2 separate regions of the Mus musculus genome follow, and region 2 is linked to region 1. A link is a contact called in public Hi-C data. All regions are on one chromosome and are shown on one strand. Each heading gives the region's core, a stretch centred on a gene start, on an enhancer-like site or on the middle of the called end of the contact. The rest is flanking DNA. Distances are from core to core; before and after follow the strand shown. Region 1 has its middle 7.5 kb from the start of Gm30692. Region 2 has its middle 17 kb from the start of 9130214F15Rik.

What was found. A called contact is a pair of places that touch in the nucleus more often than the background predicts.
Region 2: a Hi-C map of extraembryonic endoderm stem cells shows a contact between it and region 1, with 2.1 times the contacts expected there. The contact joins two enhancer-like sites. A contact is called at or near these places in 1 of 484 Hi-C or Micro-C datasets (extraembryonic endoderm stem cells), 5 of 115 datasets of contacts at active chromatin or transcription factors (embryonic stem cells, pancreatic cancer cells and trophoblast stem cells) and 1 of 9 other capture datasets (embryonic stem cells).

Annotation. Positions count from the first base shown.
Region 1 is chr8:24,417,154-24,422,459 of GRCm38.p6, reverse strand. No RefSeq gene overlaps it. Among named protein-coding and RNA genes, the nearest start is that of Gm30692, 7.5 kb to the right of the region's middle. Within about 2 kb of position 2,994, at least 147 of the 459 cell types and tissues checked have an H3K27ac peak or open chromatin away from gene starts, as enhancers often do. A contact at or near this core is called in extraembryonic endoderm stem cells and pancreatic cancer cells, where this site is marked.
Region 2 is chr8:24,482,976-24,488,813 of GRCm38.p6, reverse strand. No RefSeq gene overlaps it. Among named protein-coding and RNA genes, the nearest start is that of 9130214F15Rik, 17 kb to the left of the region's middle. Within about 2 kb of position 4,038, at least 36 of the 459 cell types and tissues checked have an H3K27ac peak or open chromatin away from gene starts, as enhancers often do. A contact at or near this core is called in extraembryonic endoderm stem cells and pancreatic cancer cells, where this site is marked.

The sequences.
Region 1 (5,306 bases), core at 1,745-4,244:
TTTTTCTTAGCATTCCAGACTGTTTTAGATCAACAAGGTTGTGTCTTGTTACTATTAAATATCAAAAGAGACCCACTTCACTGCAAGCACCAAAGTCCTTTCCGGGTCTCTTTGCAATTTTGCTGATGAGGAAGATTTTGCAACTCTACTTGGTACCAAAATAACCCTGTTTTGCTGACCGTTAGCATCTTCATGGGGCAGGCGATGATAATGACCTCGGAACACAGGAAGTTTACCATTTGGCTGTACTAAAATAGACCACAACAGAGACACCTCTTCCACAAAGTAAACGAGGCTAGAGTTTTCATTTCCTTCACACTGTTGCTGCTAATATGCTATATTAATATGGTAGGGTGGTCACATAATTAATACTTCGGAAAATATTGCTTCATTATACATGCTTTGTTTGCATATTTTAAAATAATTTAAAACGTTCTGTTGCCTGCTAAGTAAGCATCCTAGTTGGGCTTGGCGGAAATGTGAACAGATGGTTTTGATGCCCGTGTCTTCCTGTAAAGAATTAAATGGTAACTTAGTCATTTCTCAGTGATAACTCAGTAGCAGCTTGGAGTCAGCAATTGGGCTATGCACCGTGTTCACTTTGCAGTTGTGTGTCACCTAATTTGCACAGTTAGGAGCTGGGGATCAGGTTACGGATTGTTTTGACCCTGCAGTTTTGTGTCACCTAGTCTGCACCATATAGTCCTTGTAGATTTCTGTTGCCATTCGATTTTACAGAGCAGGGAGGTGGTGTAATTGGGCTTTGTCTGAGTTCTTATGGAGTTAACACTGAAGGTGAAAACCAGACTCAAAAGCCAATACACTTCATTCCAGAGTAAGAGATGGTCAGATAGTCACAACTGCGCTGTTATGATGGTGTGTCAGTATGTAAAAAGTACACTACACAAGCCCGTCTGTCGTTCTGATTACAGAATTTTATTTCCGCAATAAACATTTCCTGACTTTCTACTATGCATTTGATGTTCTCATTGCTAAAAATAGACAAAACACAGTGCAACCAGGAGAAAGAGACAATTTCAAAACAAATGCAATTTGAAATTACCGGTGTCCCATTCTTTCCCGAGCAAGAAAACGCCAATTTCCTGTGATTTATACCAAAGGTATTCACTTAGAAAGAGGCATATTTTATACCAGCTGTTCCAACAGAGTGCGTTAGAAAAGTCGCTCCTTTTGTTTCCGGCCTGTTAGCTGTACCATCGATTCAGGTGTCTTTCTCCTCGTTCAAGGGAAACCTCTGACTAGAGAACAGAGTACCTGCACAGACTGGGGTGAGCAGGGCTGAGGGATCAGGGCTTTGAGCCGCTAGCCTGGCCCTGTCACTCCGAGCACAGTAGACTAGTCATCTAATCGCTCAACGTCACGGTCCTTACTGGAATAATGAAAGAGACATCACCCATCTCAGAGGCTCATTCCTCAATAAATGAGCCGACAAGTAGCTACTTAAGCTGTTTCCACTCTTCCTGTTCCAGCCCTTTCTCTCTGACTTAAATTTGAAGATGTTGGGACTTGGAAGGGGGGGGGGGCTGTTTCGGTGTGTGTGTGTGTGTGTGTGTGTGTGTGTGTGTGTGCGCGCACGCAATGGCTGTCTGTCTTTATGATTTAGATTCCTTGTGCATACATTTCTGATTTAGATTTTACCATTGCAGTTTATCACCAAGGAGAAGATTTTACAGAGTGTCTGGGGTACACTGTCTCTGTCGGCTTCAAACTACCTCACTAACTCAGAATGCCCACACTTCCCAGAGAAATGCCCTTGGGTAAAGGTCTTCCCCACAACACAGGACGCGCCTGCTCTCTTTCCCAAGCAAGAGCGCCCAGCCCTTCAGAGGTGAGGGAAGCTGACAGGAAATGATTCAGGAACCAGCGGTGCGTTTGCCTTGCCGCCCCTGTGCAGGCAGGAGGGAGCTTGCCATTCCCTGAAAGGCTTACTCAGTTATTCCACAGGCTCTAAAAATTGTGAAACTTCTGTCTGTTCTTTGTCTTTGGCAGTCTCCACCTGTGCAGTGGGCGGGTCTAAACGCTGCCTCCCTGTGAAATCTACTGTGCTCAAATATCTAGTTCTCTCTGTCTCTATCTGTCTCTATCTCTGTGTCTGTCTGTCTCTCTGTCTCTGTCTGTCTGTCTTTCTGTCTCTCTCTCTCTCTCTCTCTCTCTCTCTGTGTGTGTGTGTGTGTGTGTGTGTGTGTGTGTGTGTGTGTGACAGAAAGCTCAGCAAAGAGAGAAAGGTAGCTTTGGGGGATGAGAGGGGAGCTGTTGCCTGAGCTTCAGTACCTGGCATTTGTATTGTGTCTGTAGAATACAGCAACGTGACTCTCCAGACTCACTGTAGCTGCTGTGTGGAAGGAAGGTAGACAAGACGAGGGACAACGGTGTGGACGGAGAGAACAAGGAGACTTGGGTGGCTCTAAACATCAAAGAGGCAGCCTGGGAGAAGTAAGTTTTTGTGGAAGGCACGGCTAGAAATGACACAACAAATCTGTCCTAGAGCCTAGCTGTGCCCCTTGAGGCTGCAGCATCGGAAGTCAGCAGGGCACACCCCAGCTGCGCAGTGTCAGCAGGTTTGGAGTAGGGCTCAGGCAAGTGGCCTACAGTGTGGCAGATTGCTCATGGCCCTCCGGGACTTTTTAGATCTGGGAGAGCTAATCCTGTTTCTCCCTCACTCCACTGCCATTTGTAGTCACTGCAGGGGACACCACTCCTGAAACAGGAGACTACCTAGCATCTAGCACCATGAGAGAACGGAGCCCAGTCAGTCACCACAGACAGTACGATCAAGCAGTAGGCCTTTATGGGGAGTAGCCATGCGTGACTTAGTAGCAGGGAATCTTGGTGGCCTTCTGAAAGGGGAAGGGGTGTGTTCTTCCAGAGTAACACTTTGCCCTTTGAATGTGATTAGCAAGACAGGGATGGTCTATTCTTTAAAGGTCTCCCAGTGACCAAATTTGGCTTCTGAGAACTGACCTGCGGAACTACGCCTGAGTCATGTCTGTTTGCTTCATTGTCTGTCTTGGTTGTCATGGAAACATCACAGCTCAGTCCAAGGGTTCAGATTCCCGAAGTTAGCCTCAAACTAATCTATACAGATAGGTTTGCTTTCTTTGTCAGTCTTCAGTGACATCCTGCCCCACTCAAAGTAGAAGCTGAAGAATTCAACACTGCCCAGGGACAAGCCTAGTCTTTTCATCAGAGTAAAAATGTCCTCCCCTGTGTTTTGCTGGGAGCATGGTAATGATATTTAAAGAAATTCCAGATCACTTCCTGGTTATCTGACTGGAGGATCAAAGTTGTTCCCTTGTTAACATAGAAGCCCCACACATGCGAAAGGAATGTCAGAGCTCTTGACATTGTCTGTTTTGGTTTCATCCCTTAGCAAAATCTCAGGCCAGATCTGAGTAGCTCTGGGCATTTCTCTCGGAAGGATGCTCTCTGATGAGATATTTGGTGAATCTCTATTTCGTTTGATTCCTTGATAATATCTGCAAATCTCTCCAACTCAGACTCAAGGAAGGTTCAGATGGGATGGGTGTATGGTTTTCTTCAGGAGGCTGTTTGAACCAGATGCTCCACAGCCTTGCACCACAGCACAGCACAGTTGCTTGAACGGGGAGGCGATTTGCTTTGTTTATTACCTATACTGTTGAGAGTTATAAGTTGCCACTAACACTGTGCGAGCTCAAGGGGACAAAGAGAAAGGAAGGTGGTAGAGAAACTCACCGTAGATACGTATAAGGTGTCATGATGACTACACAGGGCTAACATGCAAATTACCTAGGACCCGTCTTATTCGAAGTAAGTGCTTACAAATGTCAAATTCCTTTCTCTTTCATTGGTTGGTAGTCATTGCCTGGTTGATATAAGGGAGGAAACATGTCTGATTACAATCCAGATGGATTTACCATTTTGCTAAACGCACAAAGAAACAAATCATATCAACGGAAAAGAGATCGGTGTGGACTGGAACAACAGACATACTTACTATAGTATGTAGACTGAAACTTAACAGTTTTCCCTGTCTTCTGTATCCCATGGAGGATGAGGAGCCATTTTAACAATCATAGATTCACATTCACTGACAGTTCTCTCTCATTATAGGAACCTGGTCCTGTATGAAACCTCAACCTGTTATTTCTATTGATAAATAGTGACTGTGCATCAGCCCCCTGCTCCTCTCTCTGGCTGATAGGGTCTCACACCTCTCTGATAGTGATAACTCCCCCACCCCCGGGAATCACGTAGGGGACGTACTCATCAGTGCTGGTAGTGTTAGTATTGGTATCAGCTGTGGGAAAGGTCTGGTTCTTGACCTATAGGACCCGTTCTGTTACTTCGTACTCCAGGTTTTGGGTAAGAAATGTATATTGACTTTTCCTAGTCATGTGTTAGGGGCATGTTGATGCTCTATTCTGCACTCTCTGGTATCTGAAGGAAAGAAAGTCGGTTGACACCAAGCCATGGAGCAGGAAAAGAGACGGGGCTGTCTCTATCCTATCTGCAGGGCCTCACTTCTCCTTCAGTACCCGAAGCCATGCAGACTGACCTCCAGAGCTATTCACATCACTGAACAGACAGTCCCCACAGATAGGATGCCAACCCAAATTTAGACCAGGACACTCAAGCAAGACCTTGGAATTCGAAAAGGAAATTACCATTATCCAGGAAGAAAACTATGGGTTAGAAAATTTGCACCTGAAGTCCTGAGAGAGACTTAAGACCAAGGTCTGATTAGCAGAGGGCTCGGCGGCACTGAGCCAGGGAGTTTACCCCAGACTCGACACACTGTCTTTAGACTTATTGGCATGCCAGTTTCTATCTTCTGTTTGTCATGGCATCTGTAAGTTTAATGGCTTAGAGTTAAGTCTAAGATCTACTGAGCAGTACCGTGTACATCTGTGCAAATGTGTGTCTTTCTCAGCACTGGTTCACTCCTCTGTGCAGCTGAGATACTTCAACTTTTATCAAGCGTCGCCATGAGACACACATAACTTAAGTTCACTCACTTGGCATAAAGCCTAGAACACAATAAGCACTAATATAGGCACTTCCCCCTCCTTTTCGCCTCTTCATAGACTAAAGTAGAGTTATTTGTCAAAAGTTAAGTAGTAGCAGTACATCTCAAATACTCAGCCATCAGCGATCAATCACAAAGAGGGATAAGCATTCAGAACTCTAGTGTTAAAACGTAAGAGTTAAAAGGGAAAAAAATTAGCAAAATTAGTCTGTTGATCCAAATCTGTTTTTTATTATGATTTTTATGAAATAAACTATTCCTGATTCCAGGCTGCTGA
Region 2 (5,838 bases), core at 2,789-5,288, 65 kb before region 1:
TTTAGCTTTGTTTTGCCGGGGTTTTTTTGTTTGTCAGTTTTTTCTTTTTTTTTTTTTTAACAACAGTATGGAATTCTAGACCAATTCATGAGAAGTGGGTGATATAGGTAGAAAATCTGGGTTACAGGCAGAAATGAAAGAGCTGGGACCAATGATGGCAGCTGGACAGAGCTAAGCTGTGGCAGGCATGCCTCTGCTTTTGAGAGTGTTCATTCCTCAACTCTTGGAATGTGCAGCTCATTAATAAATGGCAAAGGAAACATTCCAACACTTCTAAAGCCTTCCCCTTTCTCCTTAAAGTGATAGCCACACTATCTAAACCTTCTGTGAGCAACCCCTTGCTCTCTGTTTCTTCTTATTCTTTCATTAGCAACACTAGCATTTGATGGGAGAACTCTCCGTTATAGTCTCCTTAACACTTGACATCTCCCACTCCATTAAAGTCCTCACTAGGTGCCATAGCTTTACAGGAAACTAGATTTCAATGTAATCCCACCCATTCTGGCATTCCAGTGCTATGAAGAATGAATCGGAAACATTTGCATTGAAAGACTCACATTCATTTGTACAATTTGTATTTTGTATTATCAGTCGATTTCTCCTCTTTTTTTTTTTTGACCTAGACTATATTTTCATTCTGAATTTTTCCTTCTGTACACTGTGTTGTAGAGAGATGCACACGATAAGTATTCCTAAGTCTTGGTAGTAAATCTCATATGGATGAAATTTTACAATATTTCTATGGGTCAAATAAGTCCAGTTTACAGCCTCGCATGCTTTGTTCTGAGACTCATGCATTGTTGCATGAGACTCTCCAGAGCATAGATTGTTCACAAGCAGAGTTGCAGAGACAAGTGGGCTTCCTATTAATGAGTACCTGTAATTTTCAGATGGAAACGACCATGTCTATTCACCTTCTGCCTATGATAACCAGAGCCATGTATCTGTCAGTGTTGTCCCTGAAGCTTCTGACTCTCACTTGTGTTGTGGAGTGAGAAGAATCCGTTTCGTTTTTACTTGTCACTAGGACACTAAGAACTCCTTCCCCCTGTAATTTCTCCTTTCTCAGTTTGTTCTGCGTACGCATCGGCAGTTCATCTGTGAATCCTCTGAACACTGTCTACTCTCTGTAGATTTCTAGGAAAAGAATTCTTGTGATTTTACTATAGAATTCTTCTACGACTTCAAATTGCATTTCTATACCCTGTGTCCTGTCTTACAAACTTTAAAGTTTAGTGAACGTACCAAATGCACAGGCAGCTTTCCCCACACCATTTAGTGTAGCGTTCACATCAGATAAGAGTCTCTCGTGCGTATGGGCTCTGCTTTTGAGCATGGATCTGTTCTACAGGCCTATTGGCATTTTTGCTTCTCATCCCCTCTTCTGATATTTTATAGTTCAAAATATGTCCGGACATTTAATAGGATAAGAATTCTTCTGGGTTGTGTTTTCAAAGTTGCCTTGGCTATTCTTAACATTTCTCTTTTACTTGAAATTTTAGAATAATCTAAAGTCATAGAAGAAGTTCCACTGGACTCTCTCCTTTGCTCATGATAAATATCTCTGCGTGAGGAACCCCTCTTCACTGCAGTTACCAGGTGTATTTGGTTATGAACATCCAAAACTGCAGCTTTTCTGGGTATAGAATTATAAACCAATTAAATCTTTCAATAGTTAGATGTTTCCTCTAGTTGAATTTAACTATTTTTTTTTTTTACTGGATATGTCAAAATGTTTCTAAATGTACATGGAGTGGGGTTTTTATTGTGTACTGCAATTATGTTTTTAAACTTGACAGATAGCTTTATTTTGACAGCTCAAAATCTTGGATTAGAAATAGGGTATACACACAAAATCAAATAAATACAAATTCCCTTGTGTATATACTGTACACACAGAGGCTGTTCTTAACTCTGCCCATTGACAATTCCTTAGGACAGCGATTTCATCAGTAGGAGCATCTACCCTATTCCCAGATCTTCAAGTCTAAACACATTTCCAGCAATAAGAACTGAGGGAGGGAATTATTTTTTCTCTTGGTTTCAGTGATTTCAGTCCCTGCTTGGCTGAATCCATCACTGTCAGAGTCACCATAGTGAGGTAGAAATTCTTGGTACCAAGAGCCTGGTAGCTAGAAGAGAGATAGAGGGAGAGAGAGACAGAGAGACAAAGAGAGATAAAGAAGATGAGGAAGAATATCTTCCCAAAAGAAAGGCTCTGGTGACCCATTTTCTTCCAGTAAATCTCACCCAAGAGTTCATTAAGCTATAAACCTATCAGTGGGCTCCTTGATTGATAAAGTTCATGGCCATATAACTGGTTCACAGATTTTTCACTACTCAGCCAGCTGGGAATCAAGGCTTTCACACACAAGCCTTTTGGAATACACTTTATATCTAAATCATAACATTCCACAAAGGAAAGAAATGCCCAACCATGGCGCTCACAGAGCCTGAGCCACCAAGAAGGGAGCAGGCAGGAGCTGGACCTAGGCCCCCTACACACTGTAGCAAATCTGCAGCTTCGTCTTCCTGTGTAGGTCCCCTACCAATGGATTTGAGGCTGTCTCTGTCTCTGTTTCCTGCCATTGGATGTTCTTACCCCTACCTGGACTGCATGGTTGGGGCTCATTGGGAGAGGATGTGCCTGATCTTGCTGGGACTAGAGTACGGTGGAACCCAAGGGGGCTCCCCTTTTTCTAAGGAGAAAGGGAGGAGGCAATGGGGAGTAGGGAATGTGAGGGTGCAGCTGGGAAGAGATGAGGTAGTGGGTCTGTGATCCGGATGTAAAGTGAATTTAAAAAAAAGAAAAGAAAGGGAAAAAGAAAAACAGAGAAAAGAAATGCTCAAAGAATGATGTCATAAAATGACATAAAAATCAACTAGCAAAGTTCCTCCCCTCTAGTTAGATCCAACAGTAATTTGAGTACCTAAATAGATGATTATCATTTTTAACCCACAAGAGGAGTCATAAGATCCCATAAAACCTACCTCAAAAAATGACAGTGAAGATGTGGGTGAATAAGTTAGGGATGTTCTTGTTGACAGAAGAATGGCAATACCAAATACAGAGGTCATATATTCAGAAGGTCACCCTTGGATCACTATTATAATAATTGTTTTAGTCAAGAATCAACACTGGTGAAAGTTTGATGTGCCTTAACAAAGGTGACCCAGACTAGCATGAGACAGATGTCAAGTGTCTCTTCACACGATGTGGAGAGAATGACAACGTCATGTCTGGGGACAGGTAGCTCCAACTTCTTCCCTGACTCCAACCAGAAAGTGGCTGCAGGAAGCCCCAGGCTGAGTGGCCATGACAGAGGGTCATTGCTCTTCAAAGTGTAAGAATCAAGGTAAAAAAGAGAGTGTGGAGTCTTCTGAATCAATGGAGTGTGAAGACCAAGGCAAGATGCAGTCCATATTGGGTCCAGGAGGAGGGAGAATGGAGAGCTTGACTTAGATATTAGAACAGAGTAGAGCGTTTGCCTAGCGTGTGTGAGGCCCTCGGCTTACTCCTCAGAACTACCAAACTAGACAAAGAGAGCCATCATAGTATGAGACACTGTACTCTTGTTTTATAAGGAAACATTCTGAGTTTGAAGAAATGTACATTACCGTACCATACCATACCATACCATACCATACCATAAGGGAGCATCATCTTGGCAACCTACTCTCCAAGTTTAGAAAGCCAAGTGCAGTGGCTTACCTCCCTTATGATTCCAGCACTCAAGAGGCTGAGGCTTCTGGTGGTGGGTTCAAGGGTGGCCTGGGCTACCTTTGAGATCCTGTCTCAAAATGAGCGGGATGTGCCTCTGCCTCTTATGTGCAAGGCCCTGAGTTTGATACAGGGGAAGGGGGGCGGGAATCAAGTTCACAATGCTTTTATACATGGGTGGTGGGAGGAGCCTATGACAAACATGGTGTAAGCACAGATGATTTTATAACAGACAGTTAACACAGATTCCTATAATGTGCATCATTGGCAAGGGTCCTCCGTCTAGACACAAGGAGCCAAAGTATGCAGATGGTGAAATTCCCGGCACAAGCTGATGACCAGAGGCAGAATTACATGCTGTCCCCAGCACTGAAGGATGGAGTCAGCTTAACAAAGGCCAGCTTTCAGAGATAGGATCGCCACTTAGTGCTGGCAGAGCAAGGCTACATTAGAACAAAGGCGTGGCTCTGGCATTTGCCCCCTGAAGACAGGCAAACAAATGCTTTGTAATCCTGTCTCACTCTATAACAAAGGAGATGCCAGAAAGGTCTCAGGTCAGGCAAGCCTGCTTCTGAAGGCTCAGCTCTTAAATGCACGTGTCACGAGGCAAGATCCACGTTCAGATTTAGCCATGGCTTTCCCAGACCCCAGGGCATGCACCTAAGTGAAGTTCTAGTGAAAGTACCCCGTGGTGTTTCAGGACATCGAGGAAGCAGGGCAAGGCCTTGGGGACAAGTCACATTAGTCTTGCAGCAAACAGAAATGGTGGGTGGACTACTCTTAGGGGAAGCCAACAAGATGGATACACTTTTTCTTCTTTTTTTTTTCTTTTTTCTTTTGCATCCAGTGACAAGAGTTTTACATAAACAGGAAATGGAGTTGTTGAAGTTTTCTCATTACTGGAAATGCAGACCTGATTGAAGAAAGATGTTCACTGATTGTTTTTCCCTTGGGCTCTAAGAAAAGAAAATTATTTTCGGCTTGTGTCCTATGACTTTTTATGGTCCATAAAGGGCTGCTAATGTAGGTTCCGTGTTTATGAAGGCAGTCCGTTTTTATAAAGTCCTCTCTCACTTTCTTTGCCTTGACTCTGTCAAAACAACCGGGCTCAGCTTCAGTGGAAGCCAAGGGCTCTGTGGGAACCAGTGGCAGCTGACCCCATAAAACCGTTCTGACCCAATTCTTTGCTCCATTGCTCCTGCTCTTTCTACCCCGTGCTCCCTCTTCTCACGTCTGCATGCATTTACTGTGTCCAGGCATTCATTTAAGGGCTCATTTATGTTCAGCGACAAAGCATTTACAGAGCACCTATGATTGGTCACCACTGCTGGGGACCCGTTACAGAGAAGAGGGAAGGACGCACACAGACTCTGTGGTGGGCTTTCTCATACTCTTACACAACCCAAGAGAAGGAATAATTCCCTGTTCAGTACTCGTTAGATTTCTAAGTTCTGTTTTCTTTCCTACATAGGCTATTTAAAAGAAGGAAGAGATGGAGAAAGGTAGGGTGGTTGAGACTGGCATTGGGGAGGGGTCGCTCAATTAGTGCTTGACAGCTCAGTGAGGTTTGAACAATGAGGCATGAAAGGCATAGTCAGGCAAGGAGGACAGGACAGGTACAGTGACCCAGGGAAGTGGTTGGTTGTTCTAGGAGAGGGCAGGCTGATAGATCCCCCATCTGTGGTTCATGTAGGCATTATACAAAGACTTTGACACAAAGACCTGACCTCTCTTCTCTCCCCTCTCTTCCCTGATTTCATGCCAACTTTCCTTCTTACAGGTTGTAGACAGTAGACACACTGTGTGATATTATTGAAGGTTTTGGATCATTATACTGCAACCTGGAAATTAGCTTATGTAAATGAGGCACAAGGTCTCTCGTGACCGTGACTGTCCCCTTCGCTATCGCGAAAGGTTGGTTCCTCTATGATTTGATAGCAGAGGAAGCACAGCATGCTCCTGAAATATTTCAAGCATGATAAGAGTTAGACCATGGTCCTCTTTTTCAGAAGTGAGAACTGCCCCTTCCTCTTTAGATAGTTGGAAATGTTGAGAGTCAGCCTGGAAGCTCACACGGTGAAATGACCAGGGAAGTTGGAGCTCGGGTCCTATACGAA